Regions from separate parts of the Pan troglodytes genome. Here region 1 is linked to region 2. A link is a contact called in public HiChIP or PLAC-seq data. All regions are on one chromosome and are shown on one strand. Each heading gives the region's core, a stretch centred on a gene start, on an enhancer-like site or on the middle of the called end of the contact. The rest is flanking DNA. Distances are from core to core; before and after follow the strand shown.

The links. HiChIP or PLAC-seq counts read pairs in DNA pulled down with a chosen protein or histone mark.
Region 1: an H3K4me3 HiChIP or PLAC-seq map of stem cell-derived excitatory neurons shows a contact between it and region 2, with 6 times the contacts expected there. The contact joins the promoter of N4BP1 here to the promoter of SIAH1 in region 2. A contact is called at or near these places in 1 of 1 datasets of contacts at active chromatin or transcription factors (stem cell-derived excitatory neurons) and 1 of 1 other capture datasets (stem cell-derived neural stem cells).

Annotation. Positions count from the first base shown.
Region 1 is chr18:46,601,963-46,607,446 of NHGRI_mPanTro3-v2.0_pri, reverse strand. N4BP1 (NEDD4 binding protein 1) reads left to right here and starts at 3,093. Exons shown (of 7, transcript XM_520627.8): 1 at 3,093-3,498. The coding sequence starts at 3,301.
Region 2 is chr18:46,371,215-46,376,857 of NHGRI_mPanTro3-v2.0_pri, reverse strand. It overlaps SIAH1 (siah E3 ubiquitin protein ligase 1), which reads left to right and starts at 2,846. Exons shown (of 2, transcript NM_001246359.1): 1 at 2,846-3,133.

The DNA.
Region 1 (5,484 bases), core at 1,844-4,343, 230 kb before region 2:
TCAGAACTAAGGAAGAAAAGCAGATGTTAGCCAGGTAGAGATCAAAATGTCATCATCATTGCTGACAAGAGCTAGACTGGAGGATGTGGTTGAAGTGAAAATACTTTATCCCCAGTCACTAACACAGCAACTGCAGACAGCCCATTACCAGGGTACAGGGTGGTCCAACCCAGCACCGCACCTTCTCAGAAAGTTATCAGTCAGAGAAATCCTCCTCCTGCTCTGGGGAAAAGGAGAATGAAAGCTAGATAGACATGTTCCTCCACACTTGGCCCCGCTGGGGAATGGAATAGGAATCTCCTCCTGTCCTTGAAAATATGAGAAGCAAAAATAAGTGATTCTCTCAATACCATTTTATGGGCTCATGAGGTTGTTATGAGATTAAGGAAAAACACAGCTAAAGTATCTAGAATACAGAATTCATAAGGTTTCATCTCTGGCATCAACTGTCCTGGCTGGTCAGGCCAGCCAGATAGGCAAGGCTGGTTAACCGAGGGAAGTTGTGGTTGAGTGAGAAACAGCATGAAGGAAGGGAGTTCTTGAAAGGGGATTTTTTTTCTCTCTCTCTCTTTCTCCTTGTTCCTTACACTCAGGAAACCTTGAGAGTTCCCTAAAGGGAAATGCTGATCAAATATGAACTGGCAAGTCTTTTTTTTTTTTTTTTTTTTTTTCTGAGATGGAGTCTTGCTCTTGTCACCCAGGCTGGAGTGCAGTGGCTCGATCTTGGCTCACTGCAACCTCCGCCTCCGGGGTCCAAGCAATTCTCCTGCCTCAGCCTCCCGAGTAGCTAGGATTACAGGCATGTGCCACCACACCCGGCTAATTTTTTATATTTTGAATAGAGATGGGGTTTCACTACGTTGGCCAGGCTGGTCTCCAACTCCTGGGCTCAAGTGATCCGCCCTCCTTGGCCTCCCAAAGTGCTGGGATTACGGGTGTGAGCCACCACACCCAGCCTGGCAAGTCTTAAATTAAAACTGGAGGAAAAACCCCCCAAAACTATGTATCTTCAATTATACACCAACCCAATGACTTATTAGCACAGCTTCTTGGCCCAGCATTTTTTAAGGGTGTGTGTATGCACTGCTTCTGTTGGTTTTGGGTGGGATTTTTTTGGAGGGAAGTGGGGAGAGGAAGGCACTGTGGTGTGTTTTTCAAGGCAGCCTCCCTCTTCACCTCTTACAATTAAGCAATTAAGAATCGCAAGCAGGGAAGTCACTGGGAGCAAACAGGAACCAGCCCTGGGGAAAGCCCTGTCCAATCACTGAACAATAGCAATTCCGTTTAAGGTGAGTGCAATAAGGCAGGAAATAACATGCTGTGTTGACATGTCTTACTGATAGACTGCGGTTCTGCAAGCAATACATCAGCAATGCCACACTCGCCACCTGACCTGCCTCAGCCAATCCCACGTCATCTACCTGATGGAGCAAGGCTGCTGGTTGTGTGGACATCAAGGGAAAAGCCCAGGGGAGGAGGAATCTGTTGATCTGTGAGCCTAGTGGTTCTCTTCCCTGTGCTGAATCACTTCTTGGTGGGGCACTGGGAGACCACACCTGAGTTTCTGAGACATATGGAAACCCCCAGAAGCCTGGATCTCTCATAGGTTTTACCTTGGGTAAATCCTCCTACAGAGACCATTCCCCCTTGGTATTTCCAACTACAGCATCTTTAGCTCCTCCTCTTTTTCCTCTAGCAGGGACGTACACAGATGGCACAGACTCCTGGGCCCACAAGTTCACTGTGGTTGCATAATCCACACAAAGATTTTCCCTGAAAATTGGGCCTTAAATATATTGCTTAAGTTAGCAATAATAATGTTCAGTGAGCACTTACAGTGTTGGGTGCTGTATTAATATTCACAATAGGAAGTACTATTATTATCTACATTTTATAGATGAAGAATTAAAACAGAGAGAGGTAATACTCCCAGAGCCCCTATCTACTATAGCCACAATATTTAGCTGAAGGAAAGGAATCCAACACTTTATCTTCCACAATCTGTTTTCATGGACTCAGAGAATATAAAGGCCTGGAAAAGGCCTTAGAGATAACTGAGTGTAACCTTTTATTTTACAGATCAGAAAACAGACCTGGAGAGGGGTTAGGGTTTATTTGCTCCAGTCCCAGGGAAGATCATGAGTGAGCCCCCAAACTCCCACTTTTCGGGCTTCTCCCATAACATATCCCCTTTCCTCCCTTACAGAAGAAATCACTCTCCTGAATTTATCTTTTTTTTTTTTTTGAGACGGAGTTTCGCTCTTCTTGCCCAGGCTGGAGTGCAATGGCGCAATCTCGGCTCACCGCACGCAACCTCTGCCTCCAGGGTTCAAGCGATTCTCCTGCCTCAGCCTCCCTAGTAGCTGGGATTACAGGCATGTGCCACCACGCCTCGCTAATTTTTTTTTTCTTTAGCAGAGACGGGGTTTCTCCATTTTGGTCAGGCTGGTCTCGAACTCCGGACCTCGGGTGATCCACCCGCCTCTGCCCCCACAGACTGCTGGGATTACAGGCGTGAGCCACCGCGCCCGGCCTTCTTGAATTTATCTTAATCATTTTTTTGATTTTCAATTCTCCGTAAGTATGCCCATTTTCTTCTCTTCTTGCTACCATTTTTACTGAAAGAAATAAAGAGGGAAAGAGAAAAAAGTGAGAAGGGCAGCTAAGAAGGTAAAAGGGTAGGGAGGAAGGGAAGAAACAGAGAAAGAAAGGTCCCGTCTGCCTGTGGATTAATGTGAAACTGAATAACTCAACTGCTAGAATTCTGGTTTGAGCGTCAAGACGTCTGAGGTCAAGTCCAATCCCTGTGACACTCTCAGTCTCGCCTCCTGGCAATTAAGTTTCCCCAACTATAAACCCATATATCTACATCCGCCAGATCCCGCGAAAGCGGTTTCCCCTCATCAAAGAAGTCCGCCCAGGCCTCCAAAACCATCCCTTTATTCTCAAGCAACATGGCGACTGAGGGTGACGTCAACTTCCGTCGCCTTCATCCTACTCCCTTCCCCTAGGGGGCGGCGAACCTCAATGACGGCTGCGGCCGGGGCGCATGCGCGGCGGCAGGGCCCGGCCCGCGGCGGCGGCAAAGGGGCGGAGGGGTTCGCTGCCAGCAATTGCCAAGCTGCTGCGGTCGTGGCGGGATGGTATAGCCGGGCCTGAGGGCGGGCGGCGGGGCGCGGGCGGGGGCGAGGCGGCCGGGAAGGGCCGACGCCGCCTGACTGGCTTGGGAGCAGCTGCAGCAAGCTGAGGGGGCGTCGCCGCCGCCGGCCCCCGGCGCCGCCGCGGGAGGCCGCGCCCGCCATGGCGGCCCGGGCGGTGCTGGACGAGTTCACTGCGCCAGCTGAGAAGGCGGAGCTGCTGGAGCAGAGCCGCGGCCGTATCGAGGGCCTGTTTGGCGTGAGCCTAGCCGTGCTCGGCGCGCTAGGGGCTGAGGAGCCGCTGCCCGCGCGCATCTGGCTGCAGCTCTGCGGGGCGCAGGAGGCGGTGCACAGCGCCAAGGTGAGTCCGGCCGCCGCCCCCGCGCGCCTGCGGCCTCGATCGGTCCGGGTCTCCGGGCTTCCGCTCCTCCCCGCCCCCGCCGTCCGCTGCGATGCGCCTGGGTTGGGAACGCAGTCTCGGGAGCCAGCGAACGTGCCTTTTCGGCTCGCGAGCCACGTGACCTTGGATAGCGGCTTGATCCCCGGAGCCTCAGTTTCCCCATTTGTAAAGTGGCGCTGACGAAAGTACCTACCTCAGAGGGCTGTCGCGAGGATGAAAGTGGGGGGTGTGTATGAAGCGCGGGCACAGCGTGTGGCACGGATCGGGTGCGCTGCGCATGTCGCCTGTTGTTGTCGGTTCCCCGGCCCCCAGGATGGTACGCAAGGCCTGTTGCTGGGCCCGCAGCCTCGTCCACCACCTAAGCCTTTATCCCCCAGTCCCGGGCCTCCACTACTGCAGTTCTGAGCCTTTTTGGGATCTCAGTTCCTCTTGAGAATCGGAAAAAAACTATTAATAGTAATAAAACGCTCGGAGAATGTCAGAAAGAAAGGATGTATGTTTACCTATTTTTTTCTATTTGAGACAGGGTCTCACTCTGTCACCCACAGTGGAGTGCAGTGTGGCGCGGTCTCAGTTCACTGCAGCCTCGACTTCCCGGGCTCAAGTGATCCTCCCACCTCAGCCTCCCGAGTAGCTAGGACCATAGGAGCGCGCCACCACGCCCGGCTCATTTTTTTTTTTTTTTTTTTTTTGGTAGGGGATTTCACTATGTTGCCCGGGCAGGTCTCGAACCCTTGGACCCAAGTCATCCTCCCATCTCGGTCACCCAAAGTGCTGGGACTACACGCGGGAGCCACCGCGCCCGGCCGGATATTTAATATGTTAACAAAAAATAGCGTTATTCTTTTTATTGATATTACCTACAACTAACATTTACATAACGCTTAAGAACATCACAGGTTGCTTCGGAAGGAATGTGCAGCCCTTATGGCTTCTAATAAGGTAGATTTTATCCTCCCCACCACCACCCCGCCTTTTTTTTTTTTTTTTTTTTTAATTAACAGCTGGGGAAACTGAAACTCAAAGTGGTGACTCACCTTCTGCCTAAATCAGCATTTCAGACCTCTTCAGCACCTCTATCTACTTCCCCCCCTTTCCAAACCAAAAAGCAACACAGTATGTTGCTCCTCCTAGGTAACCAAGTTTCTCTAGGTTTTTCCATCTCCTAAGTAGGGCAGCAGGATTCAGACCTAGGGAGTTTGTTTCCAGAGCCTTCGTTCTTGATACTTGCCTGTCATATGATGAGCCCTGTGTGCGGGGTGGGCAGGAAGGGCCCTCTTTTTGCATCCTGCTTTGTCAAGTAATGTCAGTGTCCTTGAATCTGAGTAGTCGTATCTCCTGATGTTCTTAGATTTAACAAAAAATCGTGAGTGTTTGCATTTCACATCCTTAAAGGAGACAGGGCACTCAGCTGTGTAGTTCTTCAGAGCTTAACTTAAAACATTGTAGGCCGGGCGCGGTGGCTCACGCCTGTAATCCTAGCACTTTGGGAGGCCGAGGTGGAAGGATCACGAGATCAGGGGATTGAGACCGTCCTGTGTAACACGGTGAAAACCGTGTTCTTGAGAATCGGAAAAAAACCATTAATAGTAATAAAACGCTCGGAGAATGTCAGAAAGGATGTATGTTTATTTACCTATTTTTTTCTGTTTGAGACAGGGTCTCACTCTGTCACCCACACTGGAGTGCAGTGGCATCTCTACTAAAAATACAAAAAATTAGCCCGGCGTGGTGGTACGCGCCTGTAGGCCCAGCTACTCGGGAGGCTGAGGCAGGATAATCGCTTGAACCCGGAAGGCAGGTTGCAGTGAGCTGAGATCGCGCCACTGCACTCCAGCCTGGGCGACAGCGCGAGACTCCGTCTCAAAAAAACAAAACAAAACAAAACAAATCAGAAAGCCAGCATTGTAGATACAGAACCAAGTTTGCTTTCCTGGGCTTAACTTT
Region 2 (5,643 bases), core at 1,597-4,096:
CAATAGATGGGTTTGGTCTTGTGAACTGGTCTATTGTAAAATAACTATATTGACATGAAGACACTTGGAAATCATCTGTTCAGTCTTAACTAGTTTAGCCAACTTTGACAGCATTATCTGAGAGGCTGAGGCACAAGAATCGCTTGAACCCAGGAGATGGAGTTTGCAGTGAGCCGAGATTGCAAAATAAATAAATATCAATTTAATATAAATTCATAGCAAAACCCCCAAATAAAGATACTCTCATCAGTGCCTGTTTTATTTATTCATTTATTTTTATGTTTTTAGAGACGGAGTGTCCCTCTGTCACCCAGATGGGAGTGCAGGGGCACAATCATGGCTCACTATGGCCTCAAATTCCCAGGTTCAAGCAATCCTCTCATTTTGGCCTCCTGATTAGATGAGATTACAGGCGCACACCACCCTGCCGGGCTAATTTTTAAACTTTTTATAGGGACGGGGTCTTGCTATGTTCTTAGGTTGGTCTGGAACTTCTGGGCCTCAAGCGATCCTCTTGCCTTGGCCTCCCAAAGTGCTGGGATTACAGGTGTGAGCCACCGTGCCTGGCCGGTGCCTGTTTTATTCATAAGAGGAAAGTAATTTACATCACTGGTACCTTAACTACGGGCCAGATGCAGGACCAGAGCGTTATGTTCCATTGCAGTAGATGGAATTACCATTTGATGTGATTTGAGGGGACCAGGAAGGCTCCCTATCCAGATGTGGCCTGAAAATATTTGTCACCGTTACTGAAATCCCATCAATTGGAAGATTATTTGGATAGGCTTTACAGTTTACAAAATGCTTTTCTATGGATAAACTGTCAAGGAAGCAGAGTCAACTCCCTGTTCAGAAAAGGTGCTTAGTTACCCCCACAGTGGAGCTATTTTCTTTCAAATGGAAGGTACATTTTTTTGAGAGAGGGAGTAAATTAAATTTATAATGGTGATGTTTATGTCCCACCCATAGCTACCACCCAGAATTAACCAAATCAGATTGAGCCCCGCCCAAATCTAGGTAGGAATTCTCAGAGATGGAATTAACCTGATTAAATTTGTTTTGTATAAAAGGGAAGTGGGGGAAGTAAGAAGTAATTTGGACTCTTCTAGAGGAGAGCAGGCACAAACTAAGCCAAGAAAAGCACGTTTGAGAATTCCAGAGGCAGAAGTTGCTTCTGGGTGCCTGACGTCAACGATCCAGCACTTCAAGACTGGTGTGCGGCATCCTCAGGGGACACTGTGTCCTGGGCACCCCTGCAGTTTAAGAGAATCCACTAGTTTATAAGGTAAGTCCTCGACTGTCAGCAGTGGGCCAGAGACAGACTGTTATTTTCAGATGGACAAATGCTGTTGGGTAGAGGAAGGGATGCGGGATAAGGAGAACAAAATCTGACTTTGGCAAAGCCGGGTGTTTAGAACTTTAATCGCCACGTTGGCAAGTTCTCTCTTAGTCCGTATCCATTTCACTGCTTGCAGAGCGGCCCATGGGTTCTGGGGGCGAGAAACACATCTCACCCCAGAGCTGCTCCTCGCCCAGGACAGAACTCCTCTGCCCTTCACGACCAGGTCAAGGCCACATGGCTATGCCCAGCACATAGTCTGTAAAAATGGAAAATTTACCTCTAAACTGAAGTGAACCGAACTCTATTGACCTTCCCGTGTACTGAGGAGCTATAACTTCTCCCCAAAAATGTGAAAGTAAAATTGCAGTTTAAATCATGTAATTAGGAATACTGTAAACTAGTGTTTTGCACATATAAACTTTATCATACACTGGGAATTTGTACATACGTGCCCGGTATGGGATTTTTCTATTTTTATTTTTATTTTTTTGAGACAGAGTCTCGCTCTGTTGTCCAGGCTGGAGTGCAATGGCCTGATCTCTGCCTCACTGCAACCTCTGCCTCCCGGGTTCAAGCGATTCTCCTGCCTCAGCCTCCGAGTAGCTGGGACTACAGGCGTGCACCACCACGCCCGGCTAATTTTTGTATTTTTAGTAGAGACAGGGTTTCACCATGTTGGCCAGGCTACTCTCGAACTCCTGACCTCAAGTAATCCATCGGCCTCGGCCTCCCTAAGTGCTGGGATTACAGGCGTGAGCCACCGCGTCCGGCCGGAATACCATTTTAATAGATCTTACATGGAATTCCAGTTAGGGCTTGTAAATGTCTCAGATGCTTGCTTCTGCTCATAGCACCCATCAAAGAATTGCAAGTGATGTTTTCCTTTTATTATTTCAAGAAGTGGAATGCAGAGTTCCTAATTAGGGACTTTCCAGATGAGCATGGACACAGGAAAAGGCGTGCTTCCCCATTACCCACTTTTCAGCTGAAACAAGCTTTTGAAGCTCGTCCCGCTGTTGCTGAGGAGCGGCTCAACCTCGGGAGAGGCTGGGACTCTCTTTAGGGGTGAGGTCCCGGTCGGCGGGCAGGGCAGCCGCTTTTTCTTTGGGACTGAGTGGAGTTGGGAAGGATCCTTGGAGGCGCTGGGCTAAATCAGCAGACAAAACAAGGGGGAGGGCACAAGGCCGCGGCGGCGGCCAGCCTGGGGCTCGCATGCCGCTGGGCGACCCCTCCGGCCGGAGCCGGGGGGGTCACGCGGCCCCGGAACAAAGCGCCGCGGGAGGAGCCGCCCTGAGCCGACGGGCAAGCGCTGGCTTCTCGCGGGCCAGAGCGCCACGTGCCAGGATCTGTTTAATGCGCGGTGCACGGGCGCAGCAACGGTAGCCGAGTAGCCCCCGCACCTACTGCCGCCTTTGGAGACCCGCACAGCTACGCCCGCGGAGGCCGCCGCCGGCCGCGCCAACGCCTGTGCGCCTGCGCGCCCGCGAAAGCCCCGCCCCCCCCAGGCTCCCAGCGCGCGGGGACGCGCCTCCTCATGGCCGCCGCCGCAGTGTGTGGTATTTAGCGGGGGCGCGCGGCGGGCTCGAGGACGCGCGAAACGGCGGCGGCGGCGGTCAGGGGGGAGCCGGGGCGGCCGTTGCGGGGCGCGCTCTCGAGAGGCGGCGGCGGCCTAGGGTGTCCCGTCGGTCTCGGCGCCGGGAAGAGGCGGTGGCGCTGCCCGCGGTGGCGGGGGTTGGCGACGGAGCGCGTTGGTGCCAGGACCGGGGTCCGAGGCGCGCTCTCCGCCCACAGGTAAGTGGGGCCCGGCCTGAGGGAGGAGCCGGCGGCGAGGGGCTCTCCGACAGGCGGGCGCCCAGGCCCGGTAATGGCGGAGGGCGGGAAGGGCGGCCCGGCCGGGGCGCGGGCAGTAGTCGGCGCGGCGGCGCCTTTGTCTCGGCCGGAGTCGGGCCGCCCGGTCGAGCGCCGCCCCCCGCCCCTCCCCTGCCCTCAGCCTTCGCAAGCCGGCTCGCCCCCGCCCCTGGAGCCCCGAGCCCGGCGGGGTGGCGGCGGGGGTCGGCCCCGCGCGGCCGGGCCGAGGGCGGGGGAAGGGCCTCGGCGGCGGCCCGGCCCCCGCGCGCCCGGGAGGCGGGCCCGGCCGGGGGTGGCGCCCGGCGCGCCCCGCGCCCTCGTGCCGGCCTTTGTTGTGGAGGGTCCCGGGGTGTGCGGCCAACATGGCGGAGGTCAGCTGAGTGCGGGCAGCTGCCGGGGCCCTGCCCTCCCTCCCCCTCCTCCCCGCGGCGCCCGGAGGCCCGGGCCGCACCGCGCCGCTCGGCGGGCCTCGGCCTCCGCTCTCTGCCCCCGACCCCCGGCTGGAGCCGTCCGGGACGGGGCTGCGCTCTTCCTGCCGCTTCGGCCGGAGGCTTCATTGTGCAGTGGGAAGAATGCAGCCTCCTCCCTTGTTTATGTCGTTAGAGAGGAGAGCGCGTGAACGGCGTGCCGGGGAAGCTCTAGCTTATTATAAACCTGGCATTTCCTAGGGTTCATTTGCCGGGTAGTTTGGGGTCCTTTCTTAACTCTCCCAAATTTATAACTTAAAGTGAATAACTTGGGCCACTCCGATGCGTAGGTTCGTTTTCGCTGTCTGCCCGTTCCTGGAAAGATACATAATTTGTTTGCTCGGACATTCAGAAAAGTCCAGCTTGGGTGTTCGGAAAATCAGATTGTGTGTACCTCTTTTGCCAAAGTCATAGAGGCCATGAACAAACAGAGACATGGATACTGGATATGGGACGGTGTTCTGACTGTCCTGTCCCTTCCTAGCAGTTGAGCATTTACCTTTGCTTATAGCGGCTGTCAAGGGTAAATTGTTAAACTCTTCAGCAGTTGGATGTTGAGAGCACGGGCTGTGAAGTCCGACTGTCTGCTTTGGGTCAAATCCTGCTCCACCGGTTTGTGACCTTGGGCAGATACTTCTCTGTGCTTCGCTTTCCTTATCTGCAAAATGGGTGTAACGACAGTATCTACCTCAAGCCGTGTTGAGAATTGATGAGATGACAATAGGTGGACTGAAAGCAGTGGCAGGCCAATACTAAGTTCTCAACAAATGCTTACTGTTAAGACTGTTGTTTAATAGCTAAACTTACGGGTTTTCTTGGCATGATGTGTTGGTATGATGAAAGTGCATAGACCAGAATTTGTGAAATCAGGTCACAGATCTTTAGTGCTGGGTTTTTTCTTTCAATGCATTTTGTTGTTAAAAAGGACAAGGAGATTTGTATGATAAATTAACAGACTTTCTGAGATGGTGGCATTTTGGAAATTGCTGTGGCCGGGGATTTGAATGGCTATATCTTTGTGATTAAAAAAAATCAAATTGATTAAAATGAGGTCTTCTCTTAGCTAGTTTAGATTTATTGATCAGTTCACTTTCAAGGACTTGAGTTAACCAACTTAGAAAAGTGGGACAGTGAATACTTGAGTGTGTATCTATGGTGTTACCATCACTTTTGGAAGTTACTGAAGAGCAGAATGTAGTGTGGTGGCAAATGTAATGGTCTGGTAATTTTATCTGGGAGTTGTTGGCTCAAATTATGGTGGAGAGGATTTTAATTAGTTGTTAGGAGGACTTTAGACTGGTAGATCTTGAGACTCAAAGTAGATTACACAAATTGGTTGTGTAGTGTTTCATTCTGAAAATTTAAATAAAGATACAGATTTCTGTAATCTTGGATGGTTAGTTGTGATTATATCCAGAATTTGTTCCCCAAAGTTTATGCCAAACAGTTTTTTTTTCGTTATTGGCATCTTTCCAACATAATTTACTAACATTTAATATTTTAAACTGAAATACGTATAATAGATGTGAAACTGATAACTTTTCAGGATAAGTATTCCACAAAGTACAAATTCAGAAACAATGTTAATGCATTTTACATCTGTTAAATATTAATCTATTCCCTCTAAGCTTCGGGAAGTTCTTACGAAATTGCTGTAGAGAAATATTCTTTCTTAATATCTGTAATTAAAAAGCATAATTAGGTTAAGTTGGAGTTATGAAGGAATTATCTAGCTATGTCAGTAATGACATAGCATAACAAATAGGATTTTCAGTGAGTATGGTGTTTTGAAAACAGATCTTACATAACTAGGGTAACAAAGTTTAGTAATTTACAGAGTTTTAGGTGACTGCTTAAATTGTATTTTTAAGCAGTTGATTTACAAAATTTTTAAAGATTGGAGGTTCTTTGTTTAAAGAGATTTATTAACAGAATTTTGTGGAATTTCCATATTCGCCTTGTGAAATATTAAAATCTAGATATTTT